Regions from separate parts of the Mus musculus genome. Here region 1 is linked to region 2. The links are chromatin contacts, called in public promoter capture Hi-C maps. All regions are on one chromosome and are shown on one strand. The core of a region is the stretch at or near the end of the contact, and the rest is flanking DNA. Distances in the headings are between cores, read along the strand shown. Region 1 holds the start of Padi3 (peptidyl arginine deiminase, type III). Region 2 holds the start of Padi6 (peptidyl arginine deiminase, type VI).

Region 1 (6,250 bases), core at 2,632-5,131, 68 kb before region 2:
AAAGTGGGCTGGCTACTGTGGTCAGCTGAGCGCCAGGAGGACAACACACTTCTTCGTTCCTGGAGTCGCCTGCCCTGCCCTGGAGACTATCGCCACTTTTCCTTCTCCCATTCCCAGCTAGAGCCCTGAGAGGGTCAAGGCCGGAAGTTGAGCCTGTTCAAGGTGTGGCCTCCGCAGCCACGCCCCACTTTGAGCTGTCCCACCCCCAACCCTCCACCTCTCTGAAACCCGAGAAAAATAGCTCTGGAACGAAATGCCCACCTTGCCAGGACCCTGGGGCAAGAGCACCGTGGTTTCATATGACTCCTGGATTGCGTAAGATGTAAAGGAAGATTTGGGGCGTCCTTCTTCCCAAAGGACCTCAGGCCATGGCCCTCTGGCACCGTTCAGTTCAACGGAGGCAAGCAAGGGCAGGAAAACTCAGTCCTTGAAAGCGAGCAGGCACAAAAGCCCCTCTAATGCTCAACTCCATCCAGTCCGACCTCTGCAGGATGCTCGTTACCTGCCGGAGCAGCCTTTAATTATGAGCCCTGGTGCTTCCTGTTGGAAGATGCCGCGGGCCATAGGGAGCCCGTCGTAAGTCTGCAAGCGTGGGTGGGGGTGGGCAGGAAGGTTGGACCAGGAAAGCAGAGAGCTTGCCCATCTTGGGGTGGGGAACCTGGAAGCCTGGGACTCGTGGCTGGGTGTTTAGGGCCCCTGAACCTGAAGGCTGTTGGTCCAGATGTGGAGGGGGTGGGGCCCAAGGTATTAGGAGAGGGTGGGGTAGGTCATTAAGTTACATCTGGAGGTGAGGCCTAATTTCCTCTAATAGTCTCTAATTACTCCCGATCCTGCTGCAGGCAGTGGGAGGGAAGGGCCCACACTCCCCTAGCAGCCAGGGACCCTACACAACATTTGTACTGCCCCAGTAAACCCCATGGCAGGCCTGTGTCCCCCACCCCCACCCCCAGTAGGACAGACAGCTGGCCTGGAGGCTAATAGCACCAGCTGAGGTAACAGAGGCATGTGGAGGCAAGCAGGCAGGCAGACCCAGCTGCAGGGCATGGCTGGCAGAGGCCTGCCATCTTCCTCCTGTGGTCCAGGAGCCACCACAGGCCACTGGATTCTGTCTTGGTATTTTTAGTAGTTTCTGGTGCCACCCCAGACTTGAGGCAGCTGCTGTCACTTCATAACCGGCGGACACTCAGTTAGCGAAGGCTTCCATGAAAGTGTTAGGCTAGGCATGGCCTAGTAGGCATTGGCTCTTCCCCCTTCCAGAAGGGTCTGTGGAACTGGAACCCCATTTGTAGGCTCTCTGCACGAACAGCCTCCTCTATGAGCATGGCCCGGCTGCAGCTGAGACACGGAGAAGGAGAAGAAGAAGATAAAGGAGGATGAGAAGGGTTGGGGCGATGCCCGACCTCTGAAGAGGAGAGGAGACAGGCGACCATGGGAGCAAGTCTTCAGCACCACATGATGGGGACTCTGGAGTTGCCGCTCAGGCTGTCTGGGGTCCTGGCTGACTGGCCACCGTCTTTCTCATCAATAAAAACATCGTTGTGCATTCTTTAACTGGCTGCCTCATTTGCGCCTGGGCCGACAGAGGGATAAGAAAATGAGGGGCCAGCTTCCCTGATCTCCACACCCTAGCACAGATCCCTAGGCTCGGTGCCAGCAGGGCCTCAGGCGGCCCTTGTCAGCTGAGCAGCTTCCTGGGCTGAGGCAGGTGAATGCCAGACAGCCGCTGATTCGACAGAATCCTTGATCCATGGCCACTCCCCCGCGCCGCCCCCCCCCCCCCCGCCTGCCTGAGATACTATCGAGGAGGGACCTGCCTCTTCCTCTTCCTCTTCCTCTCCTCTTCCCTTGGTTTTATGGAAAGAGGTGGGGAGGCTGGCAGAAGGGGGCGATGCTCCAAGGCACCGGGATCCAGGACAGGTCAACGCAATTCCGTAGCCCTGACTCCGGTGCTGAGTTCCCTAGGCCTGGTGGTCTGATCTTCGGAAACATCGCTTCTTTTCATCTTACACACTTGCTGTGATCTCAGACTATTCCCTTTGACAGACATTTTAGCACAAGGCTCATCAGGTCCCCAGCACAATGTGCCAGCACCCTTGGAGGATGCTTACCCACTCTTTCCACCCATCCCCCACAGTCAGGGAGGATGTCTGGAACTTTATCAAGCGTGCTGGTTCTTATCTAACACTGACGCCATTTGCTGGAAACCAGATGCCCTGGGTTCGGGTTGCTTTGGAGAATGCCCTTTCCATACCCTGGGCCACCGCAGAGGGGACAGTCATAGGCTCCAAATGTCAGCCTCCGACTGGTGCAAATGGAGGACCCTAGGAAGTGAGTGGGTTCTGGTCCCTGCCCTGCCCTGGGGGGGCAGCAGCTGGGAGGAGGGACTCTACTCAGCACTTCTGAGCCTCCACAGCCATTATCTCTGCCCGAGCGGGTGACTGGCCACATTTTCTAGACCTGAGGAAACAAGCCCCAGGAGAAGAGATGGAATCCCGTCAGTACGTGGTGCAGCCGATCAAACCCGACTCCCCTGCCCAGAGTCCTTGTTCTTGCAGATACCTCTTGCCTCAGTTTCCCCATCTACAAGAGGGCAACCTACGCTGATATTCTTGGTCCTGATGACATTGGTCACTGTTGTATCATTTACCCCCTTGGGAGGGTTTGACCTCCAACATCAGCCTTAGGAAAGTGAGCCCATATCCACGTTACAACTGCCCAGCTGTGATCCCCTCAGCCAGGGCTCAATTGGTGGTGGTGGTGGGCTGAAGTAAGGTGTGTGTGTGTGTGTGTGTGTGTGTGTGAAGTGCCACCAGGAAGACCCTGAGGTAGGAGGAAGCTCACTCTCTCTCTAGTCTTACAACCCAAGCTTTTAATTAAGAAAGGCGGGCAGAGGTCCAAGAAGGTGGCCCAGTGGGTAAAGGTGCTAGCCACCAAGCCTGACGACTTGGAATGGACCTGGTAGGAGGAAACAAGTCCTCCAGCCTCTGCACAGGTGCCACGGCACAGGTGGGCACCACCTCTCCCAGAAATGTAAAAATCAGACCGATCTAGAAATACATATAGATGGGGAGGGGGGCGAAGCTGGGGATGTGGCTCGGTTGGTAGAGCCTAGCACACACAATGCTCTAGGTGTGATTTCCAACACCAGATAAAATGGAGTAGAGTGGTGCAGATCTGTAATCCCAGCGCTTGGGAGGCAGAAGGATCTGAGGTTTAAGACTGTTGTTAACCTCATAGTGAGTTTGGAGTATTTGAGACTCAGAGAGAGAGAGAGAGAGAGAGAGAGAGAGAATAAAAAGAGAGGAAGATGGGTGGAGAGAAGGGGGAGGGGAAGAGGCAGGGGGAAGGGGAAGAACGGGGGGGAGGGGGGAGGGGAGGAAGAGGGAAAGGGGGAGGGAGAGGGGGAGGAGCGAGGCAAGACCAACATTTCTCATAGGTTTGCATGAAGCATCCAGGGGCCACCTGCACTTCCGGTTGCCTGCACCAGGGTGAAGTGGGGCCTTGCATCCTGCATCCTCAGCGGCCCTTCCAGCAGTGTAAACAGAGGCAAGAGGACAGAGACAGGCCAGGACAAAGCCCTGGGTTCCCCTGCGTGTCCTCCCCCTCCCCCTCCCCCTAACCACCCCAGATGTGCTGGCCAAGCACCTGTGGGGACTTGTTTTCTCTCTAGGTAGAAATTAACTCCTTGGGTGCCCTGGGGTGGGAGCCCCAGGTTCATATGCAAATATCAGAACCCTTCCGGCCAGTCCTGAAGAGAGGATTGGCTCTTTGGCCTCTGAGAAGAGGCTGGGCTTCTAGAGCTAGAGCCAATAAGCTTGCGCCCTGAGCTGGAGGGGCGGAGCTGGGTACTTTAAAGGCACATCCTGGGGGACCTCTGGCTAGTGCTGGGTTTGGTGGCCAAAGCCCCCATCCTAGGCCGGCATGTCTCTACAGAGGATTGTGCGTGTGTCTCTGGAGCACCCCACCAGCGCTGTGTGTGTGGCAGGGGTTGAGACCATCGTGGACATTTATGGGTAAGAGTTGGTTCTGGAGGGTCTGGGGTTCGTCGTGTGGAGTCCGTGGGCCTTCACGGCTAGGAGCTGTGTTCCTCAGGGCACAGGCTGGGCCTACGGTGCCTCATCTGTAGTCTTAACCTGGGAACCTCTGCCCACTGTGGGAAGCGTGGGTCCTTCCTGCAGTCAGCCCCGTTCCCAGCAGGGTTTTTGAACCTGAGGATCCAGGCAGAGCTGAGCTCCGTACATTGGACTTAGACAGTTCTGGGGCCATGGGCTCATTTCTCGGTTTAAGGGTCCTTAGAAGAGACTGGTCACAAGAAAGGGAAGGGACCTGAACTCTCATCCTCCAACCCCTTATGAGCACAGGGAGAATCAAGTCATTTCTTAAAAGGCCACATCTACTCACGGACCTAGCACTTAAGGTGCCAAGCTCTGTCCCCAGAGCTGGTCACAGTTTCTCAGACTCCACCCTGACAAGAGCCCTGACGTTAACACTATCTCAGGTGATGTTCACAAAGTACCAGTGGTGGCACAGAGAGGTTGAGCCATTAGCCCATGTCACCTGGAGGCAAAGCTGAGCTTTGAGCCCACTGTAGACTTACTAAGGACTTCGTGTCTAGCTGCCCAGCCCCTGGAGCCCCAGGGCTTCAGATCCACGGTCACTCATCACCTATGCGCTGTGGCTGCTGTGGGCCAGGGTGGCTTGGCTAGGGGTTTTGTAGGACCGGGGCTGGTTTCTTAGGCTTTTGAGTCCCAGCTCTGAGACTGAGCTGAGGAGATTCCAAGGATGCAGGGATCAGGGTGTCACCTCTCAGACCTTCCTGCCCCCATCTTGGATGTGGCTTCAGCACTGGGCCACCAGAAGTCCCTGCGGGACTGTGCCACTCACTGTAACACTGTGAGAATCATCTTTGGTCTTCATTTGCCAGGGGCCGACAGTGCTCCCAACCCTGCTGGGCCAGCCAAAACTCAGACGTTGTCAGGTATGCCCCAGGGGCCAAAGTTTCACACCCTTTGAGAACAAACATCCAGAAGTAAGAGTTTCAAGTGTGGAGTGAAATCGGTTGGGGTCTGAGGTAGGGAGGGAAGGAGTGAGCTGCCAGTCACAGGAGATAACCAAGTCCGAGATAAGCTGCATGCCAGGAGCTAGCTCCTGGCTGCGGGTAGGTGGACTGTGAGATATGCAGAGGGGAGTCTCTGTAGCTTTAGCTTCCAAAGATTCGGGCAGGACAGGAAGTGGGATGGATGCTGCCTGGCGCCACAGCCTGCTCCAGGGCTGCGTGCCCATAGGGGTGACTCACTGCCCAGCTGCCTTGTGCCCATTGGGTAGATATATCTCCGGTTTGACTTGTCCAGGGAGCTGGGGATAGCTTCTCCTCCCCCTCCCTCTCCTGCTCCTCTCAGAGGTGCCTTCGAGGGTGGAGGATGGGCTGGGTGGGAGGCAAGCCGCTGGGCTGGGGGTAACTTGAGTGACTAGGGCCATGATGGGGATTCACCAAGAAGACTGGGGATGGGGCAGTCATGGGTGGTGGCAGGGCTTTGGTGTTTTCTAGGATTTCTGCACATAGTGATGGCCAATCCCCCTGGGAAATAGAGTATCACACTCACGGGGCATGGGCTTCTTTGAGCGTTGGTGTACAGCCGTCCTGGGGATGCTCAGAAGTGAAGGGTTGTTCTAGTGTCGGCCAGGCGCTGTCCAGTGAGGGTTGCAGAGATGACCTGTGTCTTGGTTGTGAGCCTTGCCTCGAATGGCTGAGCCATCTCTACAGCCCGCGACTTGTGTCTTGGAAGGGGATAGCAAGACTGGACATCTTAGGGTATTCTTCCCGGATCCTAGCCCTAGCCTACAAACCAGGAGCAGCAGGATGGTGGCTCAGCGCTGGCTCTGGTACTTCCCAGCTGCCTCATCTTGGGACGCTCTTTCCCCGGGGACTCTGCCTCTGGCTCTGTAATGTGATGAACCAGTGATGTGACTGGGCAGTGGGCTCTTGGTGGCTTGCGTCGTCTTGAGTATTTTACCCAGATGCCCCAGCTTACCACAGCGGCCTCGCCATCTCAGAGGTTAACCCAGAGAGGTTAACTAACCTGTCAGAGGTGGCGTAGCCAGTTGGTAGAGAGGCATGAGGCCGTCTGAACTGTTTGGTTCTTTCTTCAGAGAGACCTGGGAGGAGGGCAGAGATGGCATGTAGACTACAGAGCGCAGAGCCAATGCTAACATGCACAGAAATCATTTCCATTATTTTATGGCTCTGCCC
Region 2 (6,360 bases), core at 3,475-5,974:
CCCGAGGCCCAGGGATCACAGTTCACTGTGATGCGTTCTAAGTGAGCTCAAACAGCTCGTGGCCCTTTACCCACAGGACACTTGTTAGAGGCACACACGCAGTGTACAGTGTGTCCACCACATGAGAGGTGAAGGCAGAAGAGTCTGGGGTTCAGAGTCAGCCTTGGCTACAAGAGACCAAGTCACCAAAAAGAGCTGTGCGGGCTGGAGGGATGGCTAAGCAGTCAGAGTCCTTGATGCTCCTCTCAAGGACCCCAGTTCGATTCCTAGCACTCACATTGAATGGCCCTCCAACCGCCCACAACCTCAGCCTAGAGGATCTAGGTGTCTCCTGGATTCCTTGAGACACCTGCACGCACCTGGCAGACGCAGACAAAAATAAACGGAAAACTCGAGGGTGGGGTACAGCCGGGTGGCTTAGTGGCTAAGAGCACTTGCTATGGAACTCTGACGGCCAGAGTTCAGATTCCAGCACCACAGTAACAAGCTGGGTGTCACCCACATGTGCCACCCACATGCCTGTAAATCCCTGCTCTGAGGGACACAGAGACAGAGGCTTGCAGGCAAGTCCAGGGAGAGAGACCTGGCCTCAAAGGAATACACTGAAGAGCACACAAGAGGCTCTGGGTGCACCCACCCCGCAAGGCACACACAAAAACACTGTGGGGAGGAGGAGAGGAGGGGGAGAAGGAGTGAGGAGAGGGGCAGGAGGAGGGAGGGGGAGGGGAGGGGAGAGGGAATAGGAGGAGAGGGAGGGGGAAAGGGAGGGGGAAAGGGAAGGGGAAAGGAGGGGAAGGGAAGGGGAGAAAGAGAAGGAGGGGAGGGGGAGAAGGAGTGAGGGGAAAAGGAATGAAGGGAAGAGAGAAAAAGGGGAGGAAGGGCAGGAGAGAGAGGGAGGGAGGGGGAAAGAGAGATGCAAAAGGGAAAAAGAACCAGTCTTAGTCCAGAGACCTGTAGGCCCTACCTACCCTACAGCTGTTGCCTCTGATCTGGCCCCACCCTCCCGCAGGTGAACATGCTGGTCCTGGGCAAGTACCTGGGCATCCCCAAGCCCTTTGGGCCCATCATCGATGGCCACTGCTGCCTGGAGGAGGAGGTGCGTTCCCACCTGGAGCCGCTGGGTCTGCACTGCACCTTCATCAACGACTTCTACACCTACCACGTGTACAACGGGGAGGTTCACTGTGGCACCAATGTGCGCAGGAAGCCCTTCACCTTCAAGTGGTGGCACATGGTGCCCTGAGTCACTACCCCAGGCAGCCTCCCTCGAGGACTGTCCTGGCCAGAGGTGGCTGCTCCCCACCCCCACCCCCACCCCGCAGCGAGGTGCAGCAAGAGATCTGGGGATGGTTGGGCTTCCACAGAGGTGGCCACTGTCCCTGCTGTGACATGTTTGCTTCACCCACATCTGGCTCCTGTCCCATCTCTGTGTGTCCTCAAATGGTCCTTGCATAGCAAGCTCAGCTCTGCTTAGAGATGCTGCAATAAAGATGTAGTTTTGTATCTTTAGTTTACCACGGAGTTCCACACCCCCAGCCCCACCCTCCGCAAAGCACATTGGAATCAATTTCAAAGCACCAATGAGGTGAAAAAGCTTCAACTATGGCTGGCAGCTCTTTTGACTTATTTACTCTGCCGTATGTGTCTCTCTCTTTATATATATTTAATAAAAATTAAAAAAAAAAAACAAACCACGGCTGGCAAGATGGCTCAGCGGGTAAGAGCATTGACTGCAGGTCATGAGTTCAAATCCCAGCAACCACATGGTGGCTCACAACCATCTGTAACGAGATCTGACTCCCTTTTCTGGCGTGTCTGAAGACAGCTACAGTGTACTTACATATAATAAATAAATCTTAAGAAAAAAAAAGGGCTTGTGAGATGGCTCAGTGGTTAAGAGCACCGACTGCTCTTCCAAAGTTCCTGAGTTCAAATCCCAGTAACCACATGGTGGCTCACAACTATCTGTGACGCTCTCTTCTGGTGCATCTGAAGACAGCTACAGTGTACTTAGGTATAACTCGGGAGGCAGAGGCAGGCAGATTTCTGAGTTCGAGGCCAGCCTAATCTACAGAGTGAGTTCCAGGACAGCCAGGGCTACACGGAGAAACCCTGTCTCAAAAAACAAACAAACAAACAAACAAACAAACAACCCCCCCCACACACACACAAATTCCTTGGAGCCTAAGGTGATGACACACACCCTTAACTCCCACCCTCCGGAGACAGAGGCAGGTGGATCTCTGTGAATTCAAGACCAAGCTGGTCTATATATTGAGTTCAGGCTAACAGGTCTACACAGTGAGATCCAGAGACAATTAATTAACGTTTAATTAAAATGAGTAAATAGAAACACGTTCCTCAGGCCAGTGAGATGGCTCAGTGGGGAAAGGCACTTGCCATGAAACCAATGGTGAGCCAAGGCTGGTCCCCAGGACCTGAGTAAAGGTGGGGAGAGAGACCTGCCTCTACAAAGCTGTCCTTTGACTGCCACAGGCATGCACTGGGTGGCGCTGGTGTGTCACACATGCTACTTGCCTTTGCCTCCCAAGTACTGGGACTAGAAGTGTGGCCACCATGCCCTACTGTGAGAGAGAGAGAGAGAGAGAGAGAGAGAGAGAGAGAGAGAGAGAGAGAGAGAGAGAGAGAGAGACCACAGTGCACATGTGGAGATCAGAGGACAGCTTGTGAGACTCACTTTCCTCCTTCCACCATGCGTGCTCTGCACATCGGGCTCAGTGGTGAACGTCTTTAACCCACTGAGCTACCTGGCCAGTCCTGACTTTTCTTTAACCTCATCAAGCCAAAAATTCCCTTCATCCCCCTCCCTCAGAGACTGCCTAAGAGTGCTCTGAGACAGACGTGGTAAATGCCACAGACCAGGTGTTCCACAGACCAGGTGTTCCTAAACCCCAGGAAGGGACCCAGTTTCTCATACTGGGACCAAAGCAATTTTACTTGGCGGGAAGCTGAGTAGCTGGGTGGCTGTTCCCTTCCCTCTCCAGGTCCCCCAAGAGAGCTCCTCTCTGCCTCTTCCAGCTTCGGATTGATTGATTGATTGATTGATTGATTGATTGATTGATTGATTGAGACAGGGTCTTCCTAGAAGCCCTAGTCTGTCTGAAACTCCTTTTTTAGCCAAGGCTGCCCTCAGACTTGTAACCATCTTCCCGCTTGAGCCTCCTGGGTGCGTGGATGCAGGTATGCACCTCTGAGGCGGCTGGGAGCTAGCTCCTTCTCTGAGAGGCCAGTAGAATGGAGAAAGAGAGTAATGGAGGCTGCTCTCTCTAGGCTGTGCCCTGCACCAAGGTCTTCTGGGAAATATGAAGTTTCCATACAGAATCTCCTTAATTAACCTAGGCTGGCTCCCTATTCTTGTTCCTCCTGCCTCCATCTACCCAGTTCTGGGATTGCAGACGTGAGCCACCATGCTCGGCTCTTAATGAGCAAATAACAGGGACGTGGAGGCAGATAGTTCTCTACCAAGGAGCTATGCTCCCACCTATCCCCTTTTCAGAACATTGGCACAGTCTTGTTAAATTGACCAATCTAGACTTGAAGTCACTCGGTAATCACAGGCTAGCCTACCTCAGCTGGATCTTTTTTTCCCCCCTGACAACACATACATATACTATGGAATGCAATACAGAATTTGGCGGCTTTTTGAAACAGAGCATCATTCTGAAACCCAGGCTGGTCTCAAACTCACAGAAATCCTCCTGCCTCAGTGTGGGTGCTGAACAGGTGACAGGCAGGGACTACCATGTGTGGCTTTGTAGTCTGATCTAGGAATGCCAATACTGAAGAGACCATGAACCTCAAAGATGTATGTGTCATCTCAGCGACTCCACAGGGCACGAGAATGCTGACCCCCCCCATTTTAGCAGTTTTGAACTGCACAGTAGATATACAATTTCCTTTCTGCTTCGTGTGTGTGTGTGTGTGTGTTCTCACACCACAGTGCACATGTGAAGGTCAGAGGTCAGCCTAAAGGGATAACAGCTGTAAGCCAGGCTGCACAGGTCTAGCCCATGCACCAGCTCCTGCTGCCCATCCCCCACCCTACCCGCCCTGATGCTAACAAGAGACACAGCTGTGACTGACTGGCTTATCATCGTTATCACCCGGGAAAAGGATGCAGATTGCCTGCCAGGATCAGGGATTTGCAGAGCTAGCTATAGCTTCCTGACACTTCTGTGAGCATAGCACTTTACCAAGTACCCCCACTAGCTGCCAAGAAGCACACATCCTAGAACAGTGGTCCTCAACCTTCTTAGTGCTGCAACCCTTTAATACAGGTGGTGACCCCCAACCATAAGCTTATTTCGTTGCTACCTCATAACTGTGATTTTGCTACTGTTATGAATCATAATATGCAGGATATCTGATGTGTGACACCACCACCATCCCAGCCTTGAGGCCAAAACAGGTTGAGAGCTACTGTCCTAGAACCAAGACTCCCCCATAATCTTGAGATGTAGCACCCAGACCAGTGGGAAGGGCAGAGCCCCAAGCTGTTAGACTCCAATTTCCTAGGGCTGCAGGGTCTACAGGCAGCAGCTGCTAAAACTTTGATGCTGAGTAGAAGGATCTCTCCCTTCACCCTTCCCCCTACCTCCTTCTCCTCTTCCTCCTCCTCCAGGCTCACCTGTGAACCCTTAACAAGGGGGCGGGCTGGGGTGGTCCTTACCTCTACTAAAGAGGAAGGCCAGGAAGCCCCACCGTCCTAGGCAATTACTCTGGTGGGTAAGGACTGCTGACAGTGGCTAGCTTGGTAAGCCCAGCCATGTCTTTTCAGAACTCACTCAGCCTGTCTCTGGTCAATCCCACCCATGCCCTCTGCATGGTAGGCATGGAAATCACCTTGGACATCAGCAAGTAAGGCTTAGCGGGTGTCTGTAGGGGTAATGAGAAGGGAGGGTCTGGGCAGAGTCCCTGTGCCCAGAAGTCCGAGGTTAGCGCTCTCAGCTGAACTGACCGACCCCAAGGAAATCTGGCTTGGTCTCTGAGAGCCCTCCCATCCCAGCTCGGGATACTGACTTACAGCTTTCTCTGCCTCTTGCAAGATCCCTGTTAGCTTCGAAGGTGTCCTTGAGTAGGCGGGGGTTGTGTCTTACGGTTCTGGCATCTGCTCACTCCATGACTGTGAAGCTGAGGCTTGTATGTAAAATGAAGATGTGATCCTCACAAGGAGGCTTTGGGGGAGCGGGAGGTTGGGGTGGGACATCCATCAAAGGCGTGGAGGTCCTGGGGGTCGAGATGGTAAGAGAGGCTGAAGACGTTAGCGCCCGCCCCCCCCCCCACAAGCTTCACTGACAACTCTCCTCAATTCCGTAAGATGGATGCAGACTCCAGATCGGGGGCTGTCCTGGAACCCTGTCGCCTCATCGGTTGGTGAGTCTTCTAACCTGTATTGTCTCCTTCAAACCAGGTGTGCACCAGACAAGTGCAAGTCTTTCACCATCCGTGGTTCCCCCAGGATCTTGATCCACATCTCTAGCTCCGTCATCGCTGGCAAAGAGGACACTGTGGTCTGGAGGTCAATGAACCATCCCACAGTGGCATTGGTGAGGATGGTGGCGCCCAGCCCCACTGTGGATGAAGACAAGGTGAGCCATGGAGGGGAGAGGGGTAACCTTTAACCTACCCAGGTGATCTCAATGTGGAAGCTGGCAAGCCTAGCTGAAGGCCATTGGCAACAGGCCTGCCTACCCAAGGCAGACCCAGCTGCAGCTGTCTGTGGGCAGGGAGAGAGAGGCAGTTAAGGGATGGTGAGTGGGCGGAACCTGCCCATCTATGTGTCGGCGGAAGGCAGTTTCCTTCAGCGAGTGGCTCACTTGGGTAAGCACTGTACCTTGAGTCGGGCCAGAACCAGTGTTGTACCCTGAGCTGAGCAGTGCATACCTATTAAGCCCAATTAACCAGGAGGAGGGTCAGCAGTTGGAGGTCCTAACCTGAGCTACAGAGCCAGCTCCAAGCCAGGGCAAACGACTTTAGTGAGCGACAACTGCTTTTGTTGGGTTTTGAGACGGGGTTTCTCTGTGTAGCCCTGGCCATCCTAGAACTCCCTTTGTAAACCAGGCTGGCCTCGAACTCCCACGATCCTCCTACCCCTGCCTCCTAATGACTGGGATTAAAAGTGTGCACCACCTGGCAAGACACCCTCCTAGACGTCCTAAGTGGCTATGGCCCCTGGGTCAGCTCATAGTGGGTCACTGGAAGATTAGATGCTGAAACACAAAGCAGGGTCACATGCTTACACCCAGTCTATGGCTCTGGGCTGTCTCCACAGGTGCTGGTCTCCTACTTCTGTCCTGACCAAGAAGTCCCCACGGCCACAGCTGTGCTGTTTCTCACCGG

What was found. Capture Hi-C pulls out chosen DNA fragments and counts their contacts.
Region 1: a promoter capture Hi-C map of adipose tissue shows a contact between it and region 2. The contact joins the promoter of Padi3 here to the promoter of Padi6 in region 2. A contact is called at or near these places in 6 of 39 promoter capture datasets (the 3T3-L1 cell line, cranial neural crest, embryonic stem cells and 2 more), 11 of 484 Hi-C or Micro-C datasets (ECoMG myeloid progenitors, bone marrow-derived macrophages, embryonic stem cells and 6 more), 3 of 115 datasets of contacts at active chromatin or transcription factors (embryonic stem cells, memory CD8 T cells and pancreatic cancer cells) and 4 of 9 other capture datasets (adipose tissue, liver, macrophages and 1 more).

The regions. Positions count from the first base shown.
Region 1 is chr4:140,808,279-140,814,528 of GRCm38.p6, reverse strand. It overlaps Padi3 (peptidyl arginine deiminase, type III), which reads left to right and starts at 3,881. Exons shown (of 16, transcript NM_011060.4): 1 at 3,881-4,013. The coding sequence starts at 3,922. Gm13032 (predicted gene 13032) reads right to left here and starts at 3,536. Exons shown (of 3, transcript NR_045944.1): 1 at 3,426-3,536; 2 at 262-1,335. It overlaps Padi1 (peptidyl arginine deiminase, type I), which reads left to right. Exons shown (of 16, transcript NM_011059.2): 16 at 1-1,548.
Region 2 is chr4:140,741,007-140,747,366 of GRCm38.p6, reverse strand. Padi6 (peptidyl arginine deiminase, type VI) reads left to right here and starts at 4,724. Exons shown (of 16, transcript NM_153106.2): 1 at 4,724-4,878; 2 at 5,432-5,609; 3 at 6,293-6,360. The coding sequence starts at 4,787. It overlaps Padi4 (peptidyl arginine deiminase, type IV), which reads left to right. Exons shown (of 16, transcript NM_011061.2): 16 at 1,010-1,859. The coding sequence ends at 1,243.